Linked DNA regions of Sus scrofa: region 1 is linked to region 2. Evidence: chromatin contacts called from public Hi-C data. All regions are on one chromosome and are shown on one strand. The core of a region is the stretch at or near the end of the contact, and the rest is flanking DNA. Distances in the headings are between cores, read along the strand shown. Region 1 overlaps ARHGEF11 (rho guanine nucleotide exchange factor 11). Region 2 holds the start of ARHGEF11 (rho guanine nucleotide exchange factor 11).

Region 1 (6,426 bases), core at 2,902-5,401, 61 kb after region 2:
TGGGGTGGGGTGGGGTGGGGAGAGCTCTTGCCACTCAGTGTTTGCACTAAAGTTTTGTGCATTTGCTAGTCACCTGCAAGTGACCGTGTCTCATTCAGTTTTGAACCCCCTAGTGCCTGAAGCAGCCCTGTGCAGCAGGACTTTGTGCAGTGATGGCAGTGTTTCATTCTGCACTGGCCTGTACAGTAGCCATCAACCAACCGTATGTAGCCACTAGCCATAAAACAACTGAGAAACTGAGTTTTAAATTTAAATATCTACGTGTGGCTAGTGGCTGTTGTATTAGATAGCTAGCACATGTCTAGATTCTAGTACTCTTTTTTTTTTTCCAGTTTTACTGAGATGTAGTTGGCATACAGTGTTGCCTAAGTTTAAGATGTGCAGCATAATGACATGCATGTATTGCAAAATGATTACCACCGTAAGTTTAGTTATATCACCCATAGATTCTAGAACATTTATTAAATGGCGAACTAAGTTGACGCTTTACCTTGGATGAGGAGGCGGGGGGCTGGGGGTGGGCAGGGCATGATGAAATCTGAGCACCAAAAGTTGTAGCTTCTGAATTCTACGTTCTTGGAGTTCCCATCGTGGCGCAGTGGTTAACGAACCCGACTAGGAACCATGAGGTTGCGGGTTCGGTCCCTGCCCTTGCTCAGTGGGTTAACGATCCGGCGTTGCCGTGAGCTGTGGTGTAGGTTGCAGACGCGGCTTGGATCCCACGCTGCTGTGGCTCTGGCGTAGGCTGGTGGCTACAGCTCCGATTCGACCCCTAGCCTGGGAACCTCCATATGCCGTGAGAGCGGCCCAAGAAAATGGCAAAAAGACAAAAAAAAAAAAAAAAAAAAAAAAATGAATTCTACGTTCTTGACTGGCTGATAGAATGGGAACGCTAGGGAGCAGAGTAGCAAGAAGGAACAGTATGGGCAAAAGCAGGCGCTGGAAACCACATCGAGTGAAAGGACAGTGAAGGGCAGGGACCAAAAATAGGATGAAGGAGTTCCCATTCTGGCTCAGTGGTAATGAACCTGACTAGTGTCCACAAGGGTTCGGGTTCGATCCCTGTCCCTACTCAGTTGCCATGAGCTGCGGTGTAGGTCGCAGACGTGGCTCAGACTCTGCGTTGCTTTGGTGGAGGCCGGCAGCTACAGTTCCCCTAGCCTGGGAACTTCCATATGCCGCAGGTATGGCTCTTTAAAAGAAAAAAAAAAGTAGGATGGAGCACTTAACTGTGTCAGACACCAGGGACGCTGACCATCAAGACTACCTGACTTCATGGACTTTACAGCCTAGTCTGCATAGCCCTACAGACAAGCAGACAAGCAGGTCCGTTGGTTGGTCGTGCTGCAGTAGGGATAGGTCCTGGGAGCTGTGGAAGCCTGGCGGGGGGGCAGGGGGGGCTGGGGGAGGTTGGGGAGGGAGGGAAGCGCTGACTGGCATCAGGCAGTACTTCCTGTTCAAGGCTATGGCTAATAGCCTCACTTGAAGATAGGGTGACCTTTCTCCCGGGGACAATGGGGAAGCTCTGAAAGGTTTTAAACAGCAAAATAGTGCAGGTAAATTTGCGTTTTATTAAGATGGCCATACTGCATTGTGGCCAGTTTCCACCCTTGGGTCCTTCTTAGCTCAGTTGTGGCTTTTCTTTTGAACCGTCTCCAGTGTCTTGTCTGGTTTATGTCTTGTTTTGTTTTTCTTCCTTTCTTCCTCCTTTCCTGCGTCGTTCTCTCCTGGGCCCCACGCTCTCTTCTTCCTTGATGTCCTTCTCTCTCTGATCCAAAGATCAGCCAGTAAAAAGCAGTCTCACCTGTCCAGGTAAGTGGGGTGCCAGGGTGAAAGGGGAAGAAGACCCTCCCTTTAAATCTACAAGTTATTTATTTGTACTTTATAATACTTATTATTTGAATAGTTAGTACCTTTACAGGACTCAGAATTTAAATGGTACAAACAAGAATATAATGAAACGATTCCATCCCTTTGTCCCAGCACAGTTTCCTTCTTTAGAGGTAGCCAGTGGTATAAGTTTCTTTTGTACCCATCCAGAGGTATTTTAGATATTTTTTGTATGTGTAAACAAACATATAAGCAAATCATTTCCTTCTCTCCTATTGTCTGCTTAATTCTGCATCTTGCTTTTTTCACTCAACAACATGTCTTAGAGACCATTCCTTATCATATATAAAGAGCCTACTCATTTTTTTATGTGACTGAATACCATGTCAGTATATTGATATAATGCAGTTTATTTACGCAGTCACCCATTGTGAACACTTGGATTCTTTGCTGTGGTTTGCCGCTGCCCACGGTGCTTCCATGCAGACCCTTCTACATAGTCATTCCATAGATATGAGGAGCTGATGCCCTTTGGAGGGGGAGCAACTGTTGATTAGGAACTGGCAGCCCATAGGCTTTTCTAAGAAGGAGAGGCACAGCACTGGTCTGGGCTTCTGTTCTTGCAGGGGCCCTATTAAAGAGAGCGAGTGATAAGCCTTCTGGTTTGGTGATGTGTGGTACCTTGAGGTTTTAGGGCCTTATAGTTTCTAAGCAGGGTGCCTTAGCCGCCTGTAGGAAGGGGCTTGGAATACTGCCATCAAACCGACCAGATTCCTGTTCTCCTGTGGCACACACAAAATGAACAGAATTTCAGAGGCCTGAGCCATTGTTGTACCTCTTCCGTCTAGAAAAGTGTCTAAGTTGCCAATTACTCAACAGGTAAAGGTGCCAGTTACTCAACTGAAGGCCTCGTTACCCTAGGAGAGGGCCCAAGGGACAAAGCTCAGTGAGGGAGATTGTGCTACAGCCAGTGCAGTGCTCTGCTGTGTCCCTGTGGGCTTCTGTGTGTTTTGACCCACCCTTGCAGTCTCCCCCTCCTTGCAAATCATCGCCTAAAACTAACTAGCTGTTTGTTTTTCTCCTGTCTTTTTCTCGCATTCATTTTCTCTGCTGCCTCCGTTCTGTTCCATCAGCCCCATTGCAGCCTGGTAAGACCCACCAAGCGTGTGTATTTGTGCACACCCTGTTCTTGCTATTGTCTCTTTGTCTCCTGACTCCAGGATGGGCTATTTCCCTTCACGCCTTGCTGGGTATTAAAGAGATCATGCTTGCCCTGCCAGCCTAGGAGTCCAGATAGGTGGTATTGCCAGTGGGGTAGATGTGGCTCATCTCCCACTAGATTGAGCGGGTTACAGGGTGAGAGGGTCAGTCTCTCGTTACCCAAGACCTAGGGCCCCTTTTCACAGAGCTTCCTTCTCCTGCAAGGCTGGTCGCTCTCTGCCCAGTTCACTGATGTGCTTTTCTTGCTCTTTCTCCAGGTTAAGTAGCCTGTCTTTGGGAGATTCAGCACCCGAACGCAAGTCCCCTTCCCACCACCGCCAACCCTCTGACACCTCTGAGACAGCAGGTAAGCACCTTCTCAGGCATTAACACATGGACACAGGCGTGTTAGCCCACATAGATCTGCAGAGCGCAGATGTTAAACAGCTTAACCTTTATATTGAACTCGTATCGTGTTATATGTTTTGTACAAATTGCCCGCTTCAGTCCTTTTATCAATGGTAGAAAGCGGACTTTTATTATCCCTATTTTATAGATGAGGAAGCTGAGACCCAGATGGGTTAAGAAATTTACCAAGTGTGCAAGCTTGTCGGAGACAAAACCAGGACCTGAAACCAGAAGGGGCTTAATTCTAGAACTCGTGCTTTATCCGTTACGGGAAACAGTCACACATATATACCTACATACACGCACGATGTCGCGTACACACCCACAGGGATGGAGACCGTTGGGAGTTACAGTTATTTTTCTTTTTCTTTTTTGCTTTTTAGGGCCGCACCCATGGCATAAGGAAGTTCCCAGGCTAGGGGTCGAATCAGAGCTGTAGCCGCCAGCCTACACCATAGCCACAGCAACGCAGGATCTGAGCCCATCTGCAACCTGCACCACAGCTCAAGGACAATGCTGGATCCCTGACTCACTGAGCGAGGCCAGGGATCAAACCCATATCCTCCCAGACACTGGTCGGATTCGTTTCTGCTGCACCACAACAGGAACTCCTAGCCTTTCTTTCTTTTTTCCTACGGTCTGCATATGGTTGTACATGTGACAGAAGGGGTTTTCTCTTGTCATTTATCCTTCCCTGGATTTGGCAAGGGGCCAGCCCTGAGTCACCCCACATGACTTAGCCAACTTCTCAGAGAGTCAACAAGCACTGGTGTCCCTCCTGCTGAATTCATTGGACATAATTTGATGGAAAACTTCCAGTCTCATTTAGGCTTCAATCACAGGGCTGTTTCTCTGTAATATTAGTTTTTTGTTTTTTGTTTTCTCTTTTTTAATGGCTGCACCTGTGGCATATGGAAGTGCCTAGGCTAGGGATTGAATTGGAGCTGCAGCTGAAGCCTAAGCCACAGCCAACAAATCTGAGCCACATCTGGGGCCAGCGCTGCAGCTTGTGGCAACCCTGAATCCTTAACCCACTGAACGAGGCCAGGGACTGAACCTGCATCCTCATAGAGACAATGTCAGTAGATTCCTAACCTGCTGAGCCACAGTGGGAACTCCCTGTGATATTAGTCTTCAGCCTGGAGTTGGCTATGCTCCTTCTTTGGTCAGTCTCATCCAAACAGACCTAAAAAAACAGACACACAAGAGAGACAGACATCTCAGCGCCTCAGAGAAGGGAATTTCTTGTATAGAATACAAAGTTGATGAGAGGGTTTTGTCGATCACTGAGAAAAGCATGCAGTGCAGTAGTGTGTTTGGACAGGATAGATAGGTCTGGGGAATCTGGTTCAGTCTGGAAAGGCTTCTTGGAAGAAGAAACGCACCGGGTTTTTCCTGGGTTGGTCTTGGCTCGTGTGCACTAACTTTGCAATGACAGTTCCTACCCAACCCCTTCTTTCTCCTTCTTACCTCTCACCAGGTCTTGTTCAACGCTGTGTCATCATCCAAAAGGACCAGCATGGCTTTGGCTTCACAGTCAGTGGGGATCGCATCGTTCTGGTGCAGTCTGTGCGGCCCGGTGAGTGTTGTGTCCCTGCCACCTGTGTTCGTACAAAGCCATCATGTGTGTGACAGTGCCGTAGGCTCAGAGAACTTGTGTGTGCTTTCCCTACAGGCCCGGGCGTCCTGGGGCATAAATGAATTACTCTAGAACTGGTTCCACAGGGTGTCTCAGGAGGTCTCCACAATGCTGAGCCTCCAGGCAGAATTTCAGGCTCACAGGAGGCTTGTTTCCCCTGTGGAAAGTGTGAAACTGCCAGAATAGCCCTCAGGTCATCAGGCAGGCACCTGATTGCCCTCCAGGGGAGCCCTTCTTCCTGGGTCAGAAGATGCTGTGGAGAAATCCAAGACCCCCTCTTCACACTCACCTTCACGTGACCTTGCTCAGTGCGCTGTGGTGGTCACGTTGGTGCTCACAGTTGTTCACAGTTATGTTCACGGTTGAGCCAGGCCCAGTGGTCCCAAACGTATTTGCAAGTACCGTGAACACTAAGTAATAAATGACCAAAAGATGCGTGTTGGACAACACCCAGGAGGAAAGGGCGTTTGGAAGTTTGTGTTACGAAGCGTAGTCGTTTCCCTCTGATCGGTCTGGGAAGCCTTCTGAGAAGAAAGTGGGATTTCAGGGGTGGTTGGAAAGATGGAAATGGAAAACACACTGGCAGGATGGGGATTTGGTGCGAAGGGAGTAGAGAGTGGGAGGGCATTGCAGGCAAATCAGTCGAGGAACCGTCTATGTGTGAAAAAGCTTCGGATGTTTCAAAGCACCGTCATATGTCACATGGTAGAGTCATTGCTGTTAAGTGACCCAGAGTGAAGAAGACGGTCAGGAAGGACATGGGAGTGGGGGAGAGTGTGGGACAAGTATCCCTAAGAGCAGTAAACTTCACCGTAGCGCATGGGATTGGGCCTGGCAGGTGGCACATCACAGGCTTGAAGAAGAGTAGAAGGAAAGAGTCGGGAGCTGGCCCGCGTTTCCCCACCAAGTACGGGGCAAAACAGGAAGGAGATAGACTTTCCATAGTTTGGGACAAATATTTGGGATTTATTTATGGGAAAGGTGAAAGGAGAATTTCAGATTTATGAACAAAATGGGGTGTGAGTATCATACAAGGCTGTAAATAGTCATAGCTTCTTTATGTTTGTGAATTATCAGTGGGTGTTTCATTTTTCACATCCTAGGGTAGAACTCCAATAAGATACTTTTATTCGTTGCTTCCGTGTTCTGTCAAGGTTCCTGGACTAGGATGAGCCCGAGCGAGTGGGACCGCCAGTAACTTAGACTTTGCTTGATACAGAAAGTATGGGGATCCCCTCTGGTGAAGTGTGAGTTCATCACCCCTCCAGTTCTTTCTCCTCTGAGGCCTGAGCAGAGTCAGACTAGAGAGGAAAGAACAAAAAGATGGCTTGCAGTAAAATAGGAGTTTT
Region 2 (6,097 bases), core at 3,443-5,942:
TTTTTTTTTTTTGTCTTTTTGCCTTTTCTAGGACCGATGCCACGGCATATGGAGGTTCCCAGGCTAGGGGTCTAATCGGAGCTGTAACCACTGGCCTGCACCATAGCCACCATGGGATCTGAGCCGAGTCTGCAACCTACACCACAGCTCACAGCAATGTTGGATCCTTAACCCACTGAGCAAGGCCAGAGATCGAACCCACAATCTCATGGTTCCTAGTCGGATTCGTTAACCACTGAGCCACGACGGGAACTCCTAAATAAATAAATAAATAAATAAATAAATAAATAAATAAAGCAAGCATAATACTTTCTCATCCTTAGGACTTGCACAATACCTTAATTAAGCAAGCCTCTCCACATTACCTTTCTAACTGATGAAGGTTGAAGAGGGATAAAAGATCTCTAATAAACAGTAGCACTGTCCCTCCAGTGGTGATTTTATTTTGCTAGGCCTGTCTGCTAACAGCACCCCAGAAGAAGAATGACTGAAACCTGGAGTCTGTCTTTCTAGAAGACACACCTGGTTTGGGCTACGGATGTTTGCACATGAATAACAAGTTTCTTCTCTAGAACTCATACCGTGAATCATTCAAGTACCTCCCTCCCAGCTCTCTCTCAGCTATTCAGTTAAATGCTAAGTTTCTAGAACCCCTCTCAGCAAATAAGTTTTTCCCTTCACTTCTCACACCTAAAAATGAAGAACCGTAAATTCAAGCTTCAACCTATCAGAATAATGGGATTTCATGCAAATCACCTAAAACCTCTCTGTGCCATAGTTTCTTTCAGTGTAAATGAATTTAATGTAACAACTAATGAACATAACAATGAATGCCCTACCTTATCTCACACAATGATGGGCACAGGAGAGGGTCCATTTATGAATAGAGTTTTGTTTTTGTTTTTTGTTTTTGTCTTTTTGCCTTTTCTAGGGCCACTTCCCGAGGCACATGGAGGTTCTCAGGCTAAGGGTCCAGTCGGAACTGTAGCCGCCAGAGCCATAGCAACTCGGGATCCAAGCCAAGTTTGCAACCTACACCACAAGTCACGGCAACGTCGGATCCTTAACCTACTGAGCAAGGCCAGGGATCGAACCCGCAACCTCATGGTTCCTAGTCGGATTCGTTAACCACTGAGCCTCGAGACGGGAACTCCATGAATAGAGTTCTTGAACAAAAGTTAAAAGGATTATGTGGCTATTACTTCTTAATGTTTATCCTGATTTTCCTGCCCAGCAGTCTATAGTTTACAGAGCCCATGCTTGACCTTATTTAATCCTCACAACCTGCAAACAGCAGTTTACAAAGTTAGAAAGGGATACAGCCCCAAACAAACCCAGTTCTTTGGTTTCCTAGTCTAGAGCCCTCTTCATTAACTAAGAGTTGCTTGCTTTCAGATTCCTACAATCTAGTCTGCCTTGGACACAATCTAATTTTTTTTTTCCTCCTTTTTCCCTAAGCTGAGACTGGCAGTTCACTTAGATGGCTAACTAACTTCAGGGAGGTCTATCCTGCTAAGGCCACCCCCCTGCCCACAGTCTTCAAGGTGGAGGATACGAAGAGATGCACTTCTCTGCCAGAGGCAAATATTTAAGTGCATTCACAGTAGCATTTTTCTTTTGTTTTTACAGCCACACCTGTGGCACATGGAAGATCCCAGGCTACAGGTCAAATCAGACTGCAGGTGCAGGCCTACGCCACAGTGACAGCAACACTGGATCCAAGCTGCAGCTTGTGGCAACGCCAGATCCTGAGTGAGGCCAGGAATTGAATCCACATCCTCATAGAGAAAAATTGGGTCCTTAACCCGCCAAGCCACAACAGGAACTCCCGCACTGACTATAGTAAAAACAACTATTTAAGCTTAAATCATATTTACCTTTTAATATATGGACTGACCTGGCACCCCCACCAGGTCACTACTTCAGAAGTCATCCCTCACATGAGATGTTTCCAGGAACCTGTGGGAATGCCACACACAGGTCAGATATTGTTTCTTTACAATGTATGCCATCCACTGGATAAAAATAACCTCTTAACTGCTACAAACTTAACAATTTTTAGTAAAGATAGGGAGAATGACCATGAAAATTCTTATGCTGCAGAGATTCATTGGTTATCTCTTGGGAAAGGCCTAAAAAGAGGACAATGAATGTAGCAGGAATACACATTTTTTTTTTCCTTAGGAATACACATTTTTATTTTACAAAATTCTATGAGAAATAGCTGGCAATACTATCTAGCACTTATTTTTTTAAAAAAAGCAAACAACAAAAACAAAAATCCACTTAATCTGTCTCTTCAAGGTGAAGATGACAGTCTATTAATGAGTGAGAAAGTTACAGTTTTTCTAAAGAAACTAATGCTTATGGAGAAAGCATTTTGAAAATGCCCTACTGGAAATGGTTCCAAAACTGTTTTTTTGTTTTGTTTTGTTTTTTTTTTTTACCAAAAACAGTGTGTTTCACCTATAAAACTTTTGCATAGTTGAGGGAAAAAAAAACCTCTAAAATTTGTTTTAAAAATCTAAATGACACTTCCAAGGGCATTCAAACCCATTGTTAAAAATATAAAAGCTTCCAGTCATTCAGGAAGGAATGATTGACTTAAGATGTAAATTTACAAGCTGATTTACAATTAAAAGTCTTTGCCATAGAGTTCCCGAGTGGCTCAGTGGGTTAAGGATCTGGGATGTCACTGCAGTAGCTCCGGTTATTGCTGTGGTGAGGGTTCGATCCCTGACTGGGAAATCCTTTTTTTTTGCTTTTTTGTAGGGCCACATCCATAGTTCCCAGGTCAGGCGTTGAAAGAGAACTGTCAGTCTAGGCCACAGTCACAGCAACTAGGGTTACGAGCCTCACCTGCAACCTGCACCACAGCTCACAGCAACACTGATCCTTAACCCACTGAGCAGGGCCAGGGATCGAACCCTCATCCTCATGGATCATAGTGGGGTTAACCACTGAGCCATGAAGGAAACTCCTAGCCTGGGAATTTATGCATGCTACATATGTGGCCAAAAAAACCAGCCTTTGCCTTGTGGTGAATGTGATTGGAAGAGGAGTTATCATGATTTAACAAAAACAATCAAGAATGCACCCCTGGAGTTCCCTGGTGGCTCGGAGCTGGCGTTGCTGTGGCTCTGGTGTAGGCCGGTGGCTACAGCTCCGATTAGACCCCTAGTCTGTGAACCTCCATGTGCCGCGGGAAGCAGCCCTAGAAAGACAAAAAAAAAAAAAAAGAGAGAGAGAGAGAGAAAAGAAAAATGTTTGGTGATACCACCAAAGACGTTTAGGAAGGGAATAAAGAAAAGGCTAATAGCAATTTCAACTGTGACGCCTCCGATTTCAGGCAGACCTGTCTTTGCTATTTCTGGTTTAGGGACTGAAGCCAGATGGGGATGGGGTGAAATTCTTATATTTACTAACTTGTACCTGGTATAATTCAGAGGAAGCTTCTAGTTCATTCTGAGCCCGCAGCAGATGCTTATTAGTCTTTCTTCTTGCTCTTTGCAAGCTCATCACTTCTAACACTGCTGGGGTCCCTCAGCTCCCTCTTTATTGCTTCTGGATGTGTGCAGCTAAATACACATACACATGTAGTCCCCCCAGAACAACCAAGATGGTGTAGAAGGGAGAGAACATAATGCAAATACATCACTGCCAGCAGGGTGTTTTACAACAGCATTTACCTAGGCAAGAAGACAAAGTTCATCTCCCAGTCCTAATGAAAAAGGTTTCCTTGCTGTCTTAATTATTTTTAACTATAACGCTTGGGACCTTCTGACTAATGTCATGTTACTTGGAAAGATTTAGAAACTGTGATTCTATGAGAGGGGAATTGTGGAAAGAGAACTGTCTCTGAAAGGATTTTCCATCTAGTTCAAAAACACTTTACTCAGCCTGGTATTAAGATGCCCAAACAACAGGAGAGGGAAGAGCCAAAGGGTCTCTTCCCCCACCTTCAGTGGGTGTTAGAAATGAGGAGAACCACTCAAAAGGGAGGAAACAGTTAAAAGAGCTCCGGGAGCCCAGGCAGGAGGGCGCGACAAATTTTTGCAAAATAAGGAGAGGAAAAAAAGGTGGGAGAAGGGACGCAGGGGCGGTGGAGAGCAGGGGTGATGACTGGGAACGCAAAACCCAGGATACGTGGGGAGGGGGCCTAGGGGCGCCGGGCACCGCAGCGGGGGTGGGAAGAGGGGAAGAAACAAAGGTCGGGTCCGGAGGGCAGGGCAGTAAAAGGGGGGAAAGCACCCAAGAGAAAGCGGAGAGAAGGCGGTAGGGGTGGTGGCGAGGGCGGCGCGCGGTGCCTCGCGGGGTCCGGGCCGGGGCCGTCGAAGGACCAGGCCAGGAAAAGCCGGGGATTCGGCCAAGCCCGGGATCAGCTAGGCCGCAGCGACGGGCAAGGCCGGCGACTGTGGGGCCGCGGAGGGAACCGGCCGAGGAGCGGCGGCGAGGAGTCAGCGCGGGGCAGTGCGCGCAGGGAGAGCCGGAGAGGGGCCGGCGGGGCGGGAGCGGCGGCCGCAGCATCGCGGCAGGGAAGGGCGGTCGGTTTCCCGCCCCCGCCCCCCGGCCGCGGCGTGAGGGGAAAGGCCGGCGGGCAACGCCGGGAGGAGGAGGAGCCTGCGGCCCCGCCCCCGCCGGAGCGAGGGAAGGAGAAAGGCTCGCGGGGAAGGAGGAGGGAGGGCAGCGCGGGGAGGGGGCGGCCGGCCGGGCCTGCGCCCGAGTGAGCGGCGAGCCGGGGGGGAAGGGGCCCGGAAGGAGGCGAGCGCGGCCGCGACGCCGGGAGCCGGACGCCCGCCCGTGCCGGCCTGCCGCCGCCGCCTTCCCTGCCTGTGCCCGAGCCGGGAGTCCCGCAGCCGCCGAGGCCGGAGCGCGGCGGTCGGGCGTGGGGCGAGCGGGCGAGCGGGGCCGGGAGCCGGAGGCCGCCGGCGGTCCTGCGCGAGGCGCGGTGGGCTCCTGCCTGCGAGATTAGGCGAGGGGCGGAAAGGGAGGAAAAAGAGAGGCCGAACGAGAGAAGCCAGGCGATCGGATTGTCCGGGAGGCTGGTGTGGAGGAATATCCCACCCCGAACTCAAATCCACAATAATAATCCAAACTAGTAATAATAAGGGAGCAGTTTTTCTGGCCAGGCGAGAGGCAGAGCAGGGGGAACGCGAGGAAGCGAAATCTCCGTTTCATGGAGGCTGAGGCAAGAGAAATTTTCGGAGCCTGGATGTGGAGGAGCAAAACAGAACTAACTCAGGAAATTGTCTTTCAGAAAAAGGCCGAACCTGGGCTGGGAATCAGGCTGGGGTAGGTGGAGAAACCTGCAAGTTTAAAGGAAAAAGAAAAGGGGGGAATATTTTCAGAGACTTTTTTCTCTGATTTGTGGCATTGCTACCAATTTAAAGGTTAAAAAGCATTGCATTTCAGGTGTTTTTTGATTTTTTTGGGGGGGCTGCGATTGGCTCATTTGAGGATTTCAGAACCTTTAATGTAAAAGCTTTTTTTTTTTTTTTGAAGGAAATTCATAATTTTGGATCCCAGGGTTGCACTGGACTTGGAAGGAGTGCTGTTGTGTACATACTATTATATGGTTTATTTATTTTTTTACTGTGCAAATCAGCTGCAAGATTTTTTTTTTCCAGGTGCCAATTTGGATTTATTCTTTTTTTTTTTTCTGTCCCTCAATATATCTGTTGTTGTGGTTTTAAGCATTGGAGGCCAGAGAATTGTTTTTCCCCCCTTTGGAGCTTGAGGCTCTCTTGCCAACAGAAGGACAGCTGGGAAAACTGGATTAAAAGGATGGTTTTTATCCATGTTTTGCAGTTAAGACTGATATTTTGAAGGCACATTCTTTCTGTGATTCATTTTTTTTTTTTTTTTTTTTAAGCCCATAGCGCTAACCTTGAAGAGATTTGTGGTTGGGTTTTTGGTTTCTAAGAAGGTCACAGTTTTTCTCTTTTTCTTTCTTTCTTTTTTTTTTTTTTTTTTTTAAGAGGGGGGAGGGGAAAGGGGGCTGAGAAAGGAGACCATGTTAACTGGTAGAAGTAGAATGGAGCTTCAGTTACCAGGGTCCTGAGAGCTGGAGGAAAAAGGATTCAATCTTCAAGTTGAG

The links. A called contact is a pair of places that touch in the nucleus more often than the background predicts.
Region 1: a Hi-C map of alveolar macrophages shows a contact between it and region 2, with 1.7 times the contacts expected there. The contact joins the enhancer-like site here to the promoter of ARHGEF11 in region 2. A contact is called at or near these places in 1 of 5 promoter capture datasets (liver), 4 of 47 Hi-C or Micro-C datasets (adipocytes, alveolar macrophages, embryonic fibroblasts and 1 more) and 1 of 2 datasets of contacts at active chromatin or transcription factors (alveolar macrophages).

Annotation. Positions count from the first base shown.
Region 1 is chr4:93,102,705-93,109,130 of Sscrofa11.1, forward strand. It overlaps ARHGEF11 (rho guanine nucleotide exchange factor 11), which reads left to right. Exons shown (of 42, transcript XM_021089647.1): 2 at 1,780-1,812; 3 at 2,964-2,978; 4 at 3,309-3,397; 5 at 4,919-5,017. Among named protein-coding and RNA genes, the nearest start is that of ARHGEF11, 60 kb to the left of the region's middle. Within about 2 kb of position 4,152, at least 2 of the 83 cell types and tissues checked have an H3K27ac peak or open chromatin away from gene starts, as enhancers often do. A contact at or near this core is called in alveolar macrophages, where this site is marked.
Region 2 is chr4:93,040,841-93,046,937 of Sscrofa11.1, forward strand. ARHGEF11 (rho guanine nucleotide exchange factor 11) reads left to right here and starts at 4,693. Exons shown (of 42, transcript XM_021089647.1): 1 at 4,693-6,097.